Regions from separate parts of the Sus scrofa genome. Here region 1 is linked to region 2. The links are chromatin contacts, called in public HiChIP or PLAC-seq maps. All regions are on one chromosome and are shown on one strand. The core of a region is the stretch at or near the end of the contact, and the rest is flanking DNA. Distances in the headings are between cores, read along the strand shown. Region 1 has its middle 100 kb from the start of YTHDC2. Region 2 overlaps NREP (neuronal regeneration-related protein).

What was found. HiChIP or PLAC-seq counts read pairs in DNA pulled down with a chosen protein or histone mark.
Region 1: an H3K27ac HiChIP or PLAC-seq map of skeletal muscle shows a contact between it and region 2, with 5 times the contacts expected there. The contact joins two enhancer-like sites. A contact is called at or near these places in 2 of 47 Hi-C or Micro-C datasets (embryonic fibroblasts and epiblast stem cells) and 1 of 2 datasets of contacts at active chromatin or transcription factors (skeletal muscle).

The regions. Positions count from the first base shown.
Region 1 is chr2:117,899,729-117,905,416 of Sscrofa11.1, reverse strand. No RefSeq gene overlaps it. Among named protein-coding and RNA genes, the nearest start is that of YTHDC2, 100 kb to the left of the region's middle. Within about 2 kb of position 3,691, at least 39 of the 83 cell types and tissues checked have an H3K27ac peak or open chromatin away from gene starts, as enhancers often do. A contact at or near this core is called in skeletal muscle, where this site is marked.
Region 2 is chr2:117,681,159-117,687,160 of Sscrofa11.1, reverse strand. The region is part of intron 2 of NREP (neuronal regeneration-related protein); the gene reads right to left. Among named protein-coding and RNA genes, the nearest start is that of NREP, 180 kb to the right of the region's middle. Within about 2 kb of position 4,255, at least 10 of the 83 cell types and tissues checked have an H3K27ac peak or open chromatin away from gene starts, as enhancers often do. A contact at or near this core is called in skeletal muscle, where this site is marked.

The sequences.
Region 1 (5,688 bases), core at 2,442-4,941, 220 kb before region 2:
TGCCTTAAAAGTATAGTACTTAAAAACACACAAACCAACAATAACAAAAAACCCTCCAGAGTCTTTTTGCTTTAAAGGTGAACTGATTCTTTTCTCCTGGACCCTTCTCCTCAGGAGCAAAGAGGAGTAATAGAGAGCATGGCAGATGGAAGAAAGGAAAAGCACAGGAGCAGAACACCTGCCTTATACCAGGAGCTACAGGTACCTCTCTTGGCCCCAAGTCCCTGTCCCTGTTTTTCTTCAAGCCCTCTTCCTCCCACAAATAGATATGCTGCAAAATCAGCCTGGAACAGAGTCCTTATCTTTTTCTCATTCCAGTTTAAACTTAGTACAGTGATTTTTTTTTTAGTCCAATTCAGCTATAAAAATTCTGCTTTTTAATTTCAACCTCAGAATATTCTTATTTTAAGGTTCTTTTCCTAGTCTCCACCATCTCGTTTTAACCACTGAGGGCAGAGCTGGGAAAGCGGAATCTGCCAGCTTAACAAAATAATGACTCCTAGATAGAGGGCATCCAGCAGCTCATGTCAATACTTGCCAAGCCTGAACCCGTGAGAGCTACTGGCCAGCTCCCCCAGGGACAATCAGGGCCCCCGAGGGTCCTCGCTCTGTTGGGGATCCCACTTCTCAGGGCTATTTCTCCCTCTCGCCTTGTACCTTCCCAGGGAACTAATGTTACTTCAATTTGAAATCCCATGCAATGACCCGTGGGTCCCCATATCCCCTTCTTCTGCAGAAGCCTAAAAATCTCATGATTGATCCTTGACTGGATTTCATGAGAAACTAGGGGAGTGAGCCTTGCCTTTTCACCTTCTCTGCCCTTCCCTAAAACCCTTTCCCACTGGTGGCCACTGGGGAGGAAGAAGATGCCAGGCTTCCCAGCTCCCATTTCACTAGGCAAGTCATAGAAAACCTCGGGCTTTGGGAAAGTGGACCCGAGTTGACATGCACCTCCTTCCACATCGGGAGGAGCTACAGAAGGGACACTGACTGCTTCTGTAATAGTGAAATCTACCTATCACCTACTGTGTGCCTAGACTGTATTTCAAACACCCTACCCATTACCTCACTGAATCCTCACAAGGGCTCTAATGAGGTGGGAATTCTAAAGAAGGTGATGTCTTTTTCTTGTGTAGACACTGAGATCGGAGTATGGGGAATCTGGTTTCATAACTTCTGTGGAAATGCCTTGTCTCTTGTCTTAACACCCCCGGGGGTGGGGGGGCGTCTTTTGTCCTCAGTTTAGAGCTGTCTCCAAAATTACCCCTCCCTGCCAGTCAGCAGTCTTGAAGGAGCAGGAAAGTGTTTTGTTCGTAAACCACAATTTGTGCTACAATTACCATGTTGCTTACAATAGAAATGTGAATGCATGTGTGTCTCTGTTTACCCCTCTTCATTGTGCTTTTTTTTTTTTTTGTCTTTTTGCCATTTCTTGGGCCACTCCTGTGGCATATGGAGGTTCCCAGGCTAGGGGTCCAATCGGAGCTGTAGCCACCTGCCTACGCCAGAGCCACAGCAACGCGGGATCCGAGCCGCGTCTGCAACCTACACCACAGCTCACAGCAACGCCGGATCGTTAACCCACTGAGCAAGGGCAGGGACCGAACCCAACCTCATGGTTCCTAGTCAGATTCGTTAACCACTGGGCCACGACAGGAACTCCTCATTGTGCTTTTTAACTATGAGAGTAACAGAGACTATAGCAACAAATTCAAGCAACACAGAGATACAAGAAATAAAAACCAATTTCCTGTTAGTTAATTGTCTCATCCCCCGATATTTAAATGCTTTCATTTGGAGTTCCCGTAGTGGCGCAGTGGTTAACGAATCTAACTAGGAACCATGAGGTTGCGGTTTTGATCCCTGCCCTTGCTCAGTGGGTTAACGATTCGGCGTTGCCGTGAGCTGTGGCGTAGGTTGCAGACGCGGCTTGGATCCTGCGTTGCTGTGTCTCTGGCATAGGCTGGCAGCTACAGCTCCGATTAGATCCCTAGCCTGGGAACCTCCACATGCCGTGGGAGCGGCCCAAGAAATGGCAAAACGACAAAAAAAAAAAAAAAAATGCTTTCATTAGTTTGCAGCCTGTGTGTGTGTGTGTTTTCTACCTACATCCTTTTTTTTTACTGTATGTACAAATATAGATTACATATTTGTTTTTTATAAAAATGGGATTATACCATGTATGTCTCTCTATATGAACATATATACTATACATGTGTTTTACACACAAATATATAGACACACATACTATATGTAATAGATATTTGAGTCTTTTTTTCGTTTAACATAAAACTATGTCAGTACATTCAGATCCACAGCATCTTTTTGGTGGTCCTGTAATATTCTTTGGCATGAATGTTCTATGATTTATTTGTCCATTTTCCTCTTGACAGTCTTGAGTTTACCTCTAGTATTTTGCTATTACAATGTGCACACACACATACACACACACACACACATACCCCTTTCCCTCTAAAAATCAGAGCTTTTCTAAAACAGAATCCTATACATGGGATAGCTTGGTTGGAAAAAAGTGTTTATTTTAAATTTGATAACTTCTACCAAATTGTCTTTCAAAAAGGTCACAGCCATTAACAAAATATAAAGGGCTTTTCCTCCTTATCCTCCTTATCCTTATCCTATATGTCATCAAAAACTTACTCAATTTTTGCCAACCTAACCAAAACAAAAAAACAAAAAAAAAAAAAAAAAAAAACCAACAAAAAACCTATAACCATTAGTGATTTGAGCATCTTTCAAATGTTACTGACCATCTGTAAATTCTTCTCTAAAATGTCTCTTATCATTTGCCCATTTTTCCCCTTTCATCTTTTTATATTGTTTTGTAGGAGCAATTTAGTTATGATGGATGTTAACTCTTTGTCTCTTCTTTGTGTTGCAAATATTTTCCCACCGTCCTCATTTGACTCTTATATTTATTCATGTGAACTGACTTTGCCAAGTATTAGTTTTGGCTTCTTAATTATTCCAATCTGTCAACCTTTTCCTTTATGGCTTCTGGACCTCCGGTGGGCCTCAAAGGCTCTCTCCACTCCAGCTTTGTGAAAATATGGAGAGTGTGCTTACTTAGCGCCCGAGATGGTCCAATTCAAAGAAGCAACAGCAAAAGAGTTGAGAGGATGCCAAGGAAAATCGCCCTGAGCCCTGTGAGGAATCTGCCTAGCCCCCACATTTCCCCTCCACTGTACTTTTCCAGCCTGTGGTTATTTGTTCTGCCTCTAGACAGCCCTGATATTCCACCAAGTTCGCCTCCTTTCTCTCTCATTCCTGTGCAGAGAGCTGTTTGGTTTTCTGTCTTTGCTCTGATTTCACAGACTATTCTCTGCACTAAGTGGGGCTCCACTGACCTGTAGGTCTCCTACCCTAGGACTGAAGGCAACATTATTAACAATATTTGCGTCTTTCTGTTCCCTCTTCCTGCTGCCCCCATCTCCTTCCTGGAGTGAGCAAGGCAGCCGAAAGCAGGCGTTTGACACATCTGCCCTGGGTTGGCTTGATACCAATGGGAAAGTTTGATGTTGCAAGCTTTTAATAGCCACTCGCATTTCCCTGACTTACAATCGTGCAGGCTTCCTTGACTTCCTTCCAATTCAATAAGGACAAAGAAAGCAAGCTGAGTTTGCCGCTGCTAGCTGCTCCGGTCCTGGGAGAACCAGCCCCAGGCAGGCAGATGACATAAGAGCCTTTGTCTTGGGCCCCTTTCTCTGCCCCAGCTGCCCCTTCTCTCTTGGCTCACTGGGTACAAGCGCTGTCAAGTTTCTCTCCTGAATGGGGTCAACCACAAACCAATGTCAAGGGTTATCTTAGGAGGATTTTGCCCCACCACAGTCTCTGCCCATCCAACATCAGCTGTGTTCATTTCTTAAACATTCTATCTGAGTACACTTAGTATGCCTATGCGCAAATGGAGCTTCAAGACAAGCTCCCCAGCTGCCCTTGCAAACACATTTCAGCCTGTTGTACCTGAATCCTGTGCAGACATCTGGCGCCCCACCCATCTCCCTAATTTTTCCAGGTGTTTGCGGGGGGAAGATAAGTGCAGGAGGTGGAGGATTGAGCCCAAGAACTCAGATTTCAGGTTTCAGTGAGTAAAACCTGGGAAGCACAGAGCGGACTCACTGCATGGGGAGGCTGCCACTTCCTGACCTCTGTCCTGGAAAAACACTGGTTCCCTGGAGCCTCTTCTGGGGAATACTGGAGAGCAAGAGACGGAGGTGCTTTCAACACTTCCCTTTGTCTGGCTTATTTGTACTTCCTCATTTTTTCTCCTGTAAATTCTAAGTATTGTTTCTAATAATAAAAGATGGTTTTATCCTAAATTTTAAAAAATGTCATCCTCGGAGAAGCTCTCAAAACTCCCAGTAAGAGTTTAAAGGAAGCTATGTGGACATTTAAATGAGTTAATAAGTCCCCCAGCTCAGAAGTGCTGGCTGAATATCAGTTGTTATCATTATCAGTATTATTAGTTCTACTATTATTCCGAAGAAGGAACATATTAAAGGTAAATGTAGAGCTAGTGTTGAGTGAGGAGAGATAGCTGATTCTAGGATTAGAAGATTCTTCTCATGAACTGTGGAATCGGCTCAGATTAGCCACATTTATATTTGGCAGCTGTATGAGTTTTTCAACAACTAAGGTTCCCAGCAGCATGAAAGATGCTACATCTTGATGTTTCTCCCTGTGGTCTGGCTTATGGACAAAGAGTTCAGGGGTGGGAAAAATCTTTCTCAACATAAAATGGTAAAGCAAGACTAGAAAAATCAAGAGAGAACTAAGAAAAGACTAGAGAAGAATGACTTCCTAGCTGATCCGGAAGCAAAGAAAGATCACTGGTCTAGTGACTCCTGAGAGGCATACTCACCATCTGTAATTCCCACTTTAGATATTCTGTTCCTTTACCTCAACAAATACCATCAAGGGTTCTGATATTTACATTGGAAAATATGGCTACCACATGTCTCCTTAAGCACAGGAAAATTTCTAAAAGGATGCATGACTCCCTCTGTTCAATATGTGCTGGGAATCTCATATGCACAAAATATTTTGAAGTTGCCTTTCACCAAAAGGAGGAGAAAAGCAGCAGCTCGGTGGCACACACATTGTTGAAAATGCATTTCAACCAGAAGATGCCACCGCCTCGGTGGCTTCGTGCCTCCAGCTCACTCACAGGGCTTCCGCTGTTTGGGGTGCCAGGAACCCCACTAGGGATCCAAGTTTTCAAGGCTAATGAAGATGATTTAGATGTGACGTGTGGAAGGGCCGTGTGGCATAAAGCCTTTGCTGTATGAAATCCTGGCACAGCTGCTCAGAGAAATGTGAGTGGGTAGGGAAGCTGGGGGTGTGAGAAGGCACGAAGCCATCAGGCAGAGCTGGCCCTAAAGAAGGAGCTAGAGTCCAACTCCCTTTTTTGTCTTCACTTTTATCAATTTCATCTTAAAAAAAAAAAAAAAAAAAACTCCATTAAAAAAACTTGGCAATTCATCCAATAAAGCGTGACTCTAGGCCGAAGTAGTAATATTTACTTTTTAAAATGTGGGATTTAAGATAACAGGGTTAACAAGGGACAACATCATCACTAGAACAAATGGCTGTTGATCACCTAGTTAACCAAATACACTTGAAGCTGGGGACAAAAATAGGCAGACTGGGACCCAGTCATTCCTTGTC
Region 2 (6,002 bases), core at 3,006-5,505:
GTTTATCAATAGAACTTTCAGGTTTCTTTCTCTTTTCTGAACTTGACCTCTCTCTCCTGTTTCCTCATTCCTCCTTCTCCTTTCTCCTTCTGACTGTATTTATTTCAACAGCTGAAGTCTTAGACATCTGTCCTTATCTTGATTGCTGTCCTTGACTCAATTCTGGCCCACACCATCAAAGATACTTTGAGTAGGATGACTGCCTATTCAAATTCAGCAAGAATAAAACTCAGCATACAATCTCCTACAGCCTTCAACTGGCTTACTCCCCCATTTCTCGATTTCTAATAATTATTTTTTCCATCAAAATTCCAGTCATATATACTCAAAATCTCAGAATCATCTTCAGCTCCCCTTTATCCTTCTTATTTGATTAGTTAATAATTTCTACTCTTACTGCTCTTAAATACGTTGATTATTATCTGTATATATCCCTACATCTCTATTCTAATATGTTAACACTCAAAGGCAAGAACTCTTCCTTGTAAGTTTGAACAACAGCTTCATTTCTCCTCATGTATGCACTCCCTTAATCCTTCAATGTCTACTATCATGCTATTTGCAGAATTTAAAAACTTGGGTTTAGGAGTTCCCATTGTGGCTCAGCAGAAATGAATCTGACTAGCGTTCATGAAGACACAGGTTCAATCCCTGGCCTTGTTCAGTAGATTAAGAATCCAACACTGCTGTGAGCTGTGGTGTAGATCACAGACGTGGCTCGGATCCTGAGTTGCTGTGGCTGTGGTGTAAGTCAGCAGCTGCAGCTCCAATTTAACCCCTAGCCTGAGAACCTCCATATGCCATGGTGCAGCCTTAAAAAGACAAATAAAAATAAAAATAAAATAAAAACTTTAGGGTTTAAATTATAAAATCCAACAGTGTTATATGAATTTTCAAGTCCCTCCATGATATGATTATATTTGCTTTAGATTCTTATTAAAGACTTTTGAACTAAGGGGAAAGGGAAGAAAAGAAAGGATAAGAAGAAAAGGGAAAGAAGAAAAGAAGAAATGGAAGAGAGGAAAATGAAAAAAAAATAAAAGAAAGATATTTTTGTTGGAAATGACAGACACCAACCTCAAAATAAATTAACCACAGACATAAAATTGCTGACACATATAACTAGGAATGTAAGAGCTGAATCTGGCTTCAGGAGAGCTGGAGCCAGGGTTTTACATGATATCATTAGGACATCATGTCTTTCTCTATTTCACAGCCCTGTTTTCCTCAGTATCTGCTTTATTTTATGCCAGGGTCTCTGTAAAAAGATGGAAAAGATCTACACCAGTTTAGCTGGCTCATTTAGATAGCACAGGCAAATTTTCATCATTAACTCTAACTGGCTCACACTGGATCTTGTGCCCAATTCTGAACCAATCACTGTGACCAAAGACAGGCGGTACATTCCTTAAGCAGATCTGGGATACATCCTCATCCCTGGAGCTGGGTAGTGTGAGCCCTACTAAACCAAATGGATGAGACATGGGGAGAGGAGACTTTCCAAAGAGATTCTGACATGGCATAATGAATATTTATGTAAGACAAACTAAATTGAAAGAGCTAGTGAGCAGGATAATCTACTAACCTGAAATGGCCAATTCTGCTAACCATCCATTGGTGAGATCTTGTCAAGCTAATTCAGTGTCCTTTCACTTTCTTTCACAACAAATGGGCATAGAACTAATTCCACCAGCTGCTCCCACAAAAACAAGATCCTCAGATGAACCTTGGCAGAGTAATGCCAACATCGCAAATGGCAAAAGTTTATGGAGTTCAGTATGAGCCTTACACTAAAGTTCTTCACAACATAAATTTGTATAAATATGGAGCTTTTGATTTTAAAGCACTTCCATGTTGTCTAAATTAATATAAGTAAGACCACCATGAAATACACAGTTTTTCATTTAACACATAATGCTTTGTTTCTCAGGCCATAGTAAAAGATAGTCCCCTGAAAACTCAGCTGTCCCGTGGAACTGGTCATTTCCTCTCTTCCTCTTCTCATTCCTTCTAGAAAAGTCACTAACAAAGAAGGCACATGGAGGTGCCTCAGGATTGCCTCTATCAGAACCTACTTTGTCAAGGGGTTAACGTCTGTTTAAAAGACACTGTATTTTCTCTTTACTCTCTCGCCCAACTAAAAAATAAATTCCCATTGACCTCACGCCAAGAATAGCCACAACTTCCTCCAAAATTATCTCTGCTTCTCTTCTAGTCATATATCTTCTAGAGTTTTGCAGTCAACCAACTGAGAAATCAAAACTAAAACCAACCAACCAAGAAACATATACAATATCTTCTACGAAAATTAAGAAAATTCCAGTCTACCTATTATTAATTTTTTTTTCTATAACATAATGAACTTTAACTCTTCTAAGGCAGTGACTATTTGTAAGATGTGGAAGCACATGTCATAGTTTACATGTTCTCAACAAGAGTAATGTTGACATTTTAAAACGTGTAAGTTCAAAGAAATAATGTATTCCTATGGAAGTTCCTGTCTTTGTATTCTCTCCTCCACTATTTTTTACAGGTATCTCTATACAATAGCTACTTTAAAATTCTTTCCTACAGAGTTCTTGCTGTGGCACAACGACATCTCTGCAGCACCAGGACACAGGTTGGATCTCTGGCCTGATACCATGGGTTAAGGATTCAGTGCTGCCACGCCAACAGCTCAGTCTAATCCCTGGCCTGGAAACTCCATAATGCTACAGGGTGATCAAAAAAGAAAAAAAATTATTAAAATTAATTAAAATATTGTCTTTGGAGATCCTAAGTACGAAGCTTGCCAGAGAAAAACTTCTTTAATTTAGATCTCTTTAATTCAGATTCTGTGCCCTTTCAATTAAGAACCGAAGTAAATTGTCTTTTATAATATTAATAAGAAATGTGATATGATAAATGAATAATATTGAACTACATTATAGAAGGATATTTATCAACTTAGAAAAGGTTTCAGTTTTATCATTTACATATCATTTATATAATGTAATCATGATAGATATCACTTATTGAGCCGACTAGCTGCTTTATATTATCTTATTAAATCCTCACAACAAATCTATGATGTAATTACTTTAATCTGTTCTTTACAGATGCAGAAAATAAATCTCAGAGAGAAACCACTCAGAGGTTTTCTAGAGAAGCTGGACCCTAAGTCCAAACATTAGGCTCTTAACAAATATACCATACTCTTCCTCCTTCTAAGAGGTGACCACTCTTTGGAAGAGTGCACGGATGTGATAATTTTAAATTATTTTAAGGCATATCTTAAAGCAAGGCATCTTGGCCAGGAAATTTTTCATAGCATGTTCTAGTTATCACATAAATTTTAGTATTCATGTAATGTTTGAAGTAAACTTATTTCTTTATGACATCGTATAAAGATGTCTTCTTGTTAGTTACTAAGGCTTTCCTAGACTTTGCCACTTTATGATCAGTTTATGTTCACATGCTATACTCCATGCTGGCAACGCTCACTCACATTCCTCATAATTTCTAATTCAACATCTGCTGCCAACTCAGTCTTCGAGAGCCACATTAAATGTTTTGGATATCAAAGTTATATTTGTTAGAAAACACATTTGTTGGCCCCAAATATTAAATAATGAAGACAAACTGCATTGAGAAAGATAGGGGCCTAATCATCCCTATAAATCCAGAAATATTCAGTTCCCCACAAAAGCCTCATTCTAATAATTTCATCTTTCCTGTAATGTGACTTCCCTGGTGCAAAGATCAGGTCAATGTGTTCCACATTTTTTTGGACAACTTTGTATTTTGGATCAGAAATGTATGGCAGTGAACAGCTGTGAAGAAAATAGAAGGCAGTGTACTGGATAAATGCTGGCCGAAACATAGTGAAATGAATCCTCACTATTTTCAAAAAACAACAATACAAACTATATACTTAACAGTCCTTACTGTTACTCAGCCCTGCCTTACAAGATGCACACAAGAGAGGGAGAGATGCCCCGGTGGTACTTGCCTCTATGTCAACAATCTGTAGATATGTAGGCTAGGATCTGCTGTGGCTATTTCAGTTACACCAGGTTCAAAGATCATTTGTCATATATGCTCAGAGACAAAAACAAGACTCCTTTCCAGACAGCTGTGCCTAAGGGACATGCAAAAGTGAATGGGAGTCCAAGGCATGTCTTCATGGAAAAAATTCCTAAACACCAAAACCAATCCAGCACTTCTCTCCCCTGCCCTGTCAGTCTGTCACCTTTCCCAAGCAAAGAACAGCTCACTGTAAGTGGACAACATGTTCCCAGCTGTGGCTGAGTCATATCATGACTATGAATCCAAATCAGCATCTTTCCAGTGTGGGAAAAAAAAATCTGAGCTTAATCAATTCCCCATGTAGAAGGCATTTCCAGTTTTTCTCATCCTCTCTGGAGAATGAGAAAACCACCTAACTTGATGCTTGGTGACCAAAACTCACCCACCTAAAATGTGAAATAAAGGGCAAAGATAGTTTGTGAATCTCTTACTAGAATGTTCAAAAAGAAAATGCAGACAACAACAATACAGCCATAGAATCTGGGTAAGAAAACTGAAGTAAGGTTAAAGTACAAGAAGACAAACAAATGAAAAACAAAACAAAATCTTAAAGCCCTTTCCCCCTCAACAAGCAATTTTCCATAGCAACATATTCTAATCATAAATAAGAGTGTTGCTGGAAGACCAAGGTTATTAAAAGCATTTTCATCGTCCAAAACAAATGTCCTCACGTTAAATGTGCTGTCAAACCGGCTCCAGGGATGGAGTATGTCGGCCCTACCGCTGAGTAACACATTAAGATTCAAGGTAACTGCACCTGTATATCAACAATAGGTCAAAACCTGCAGTCCAACACAAAGGCATTCAAAATGTTAAAACCCCGAATTTTTTTAATTATAAAAATACTTGAGACAAACAAATAGGTCTAGGATATAGGATAATGAGCACTCATCTACCCACCATCTATGTATCCCCCATTAGCCTAAGAACTAAAATGTTAAATTGCAGTTTAAGTTCCCTATGTGCCGCTCCCCAACAGCACTATCCTTACTCTCTGACACAGGTTTTCACTACCCTAAACTTGATGTTTGGCTTTTCCAAAAATGTCTTTATACTTTTACTATGTATATACATATCTCAAGATAATATGTGTAGTTATTTTGTAAAACTGTAAATAAATTGTATCATTCTGTCTGCATCCTTCTTGCTTAAACATTGTGAGATTTATCCATGATGATATACAGTATTCCTATTTACTCATTTATTCTGATATAGCATCTTTTTTTTTGGACTCAATGAATTTTATTACATTTATAGGTGTACAATGATCATCACAACCCAATTTTATAGCATTTCCATCCTAAACCCCCAGTGCACCCCCCTACCCCCCAACCTGTCTCATTTGGTAACCATAAATTTTTCAAAGTCTGTGAGTCAGTATCTGTTCTGCAAAGAAGTTCATTGTGTCCTTTTTTTAGATTCTACATGTAAGCGACAGCATATGATGTTGGTGTCTCACTGTCTGACCGACCTCACTTAGCATGATAATTTCTAGGTCCATCCATGTTGTTGAAAATGCCATTATTTCTTTTCTTCTAATGGCTAATATTCCATTGCGTATATGTACCACATCTTCTTTATCCACTCCTCTGTTGATGGACATTTAGGTTGTTTCCATATCTTGGCTACTGTATACAGTGCTGTAGTGAACACTGGAGTACATGTGTCTTTTTAGAGTCATGGTTTTCTCTGCTGATATAGTATTTCCTCACACATTCATACAATTCATTTTCCATTCTTCTAGTGATGGATATTTAATTGTTACTAATTTGTTCCATTGCCAAAAATGTTGCTATGAACATTCTTATATATTTATCTTTGAATGTATGATTAAATGTTTCTTTAGGGCAGGAGTCAGCAAACTATGCCTTAGGGATACCTGGTCTGCCATCTGTTTTAATAAATAAAGATTTATTGTAACACAGCCATACTCA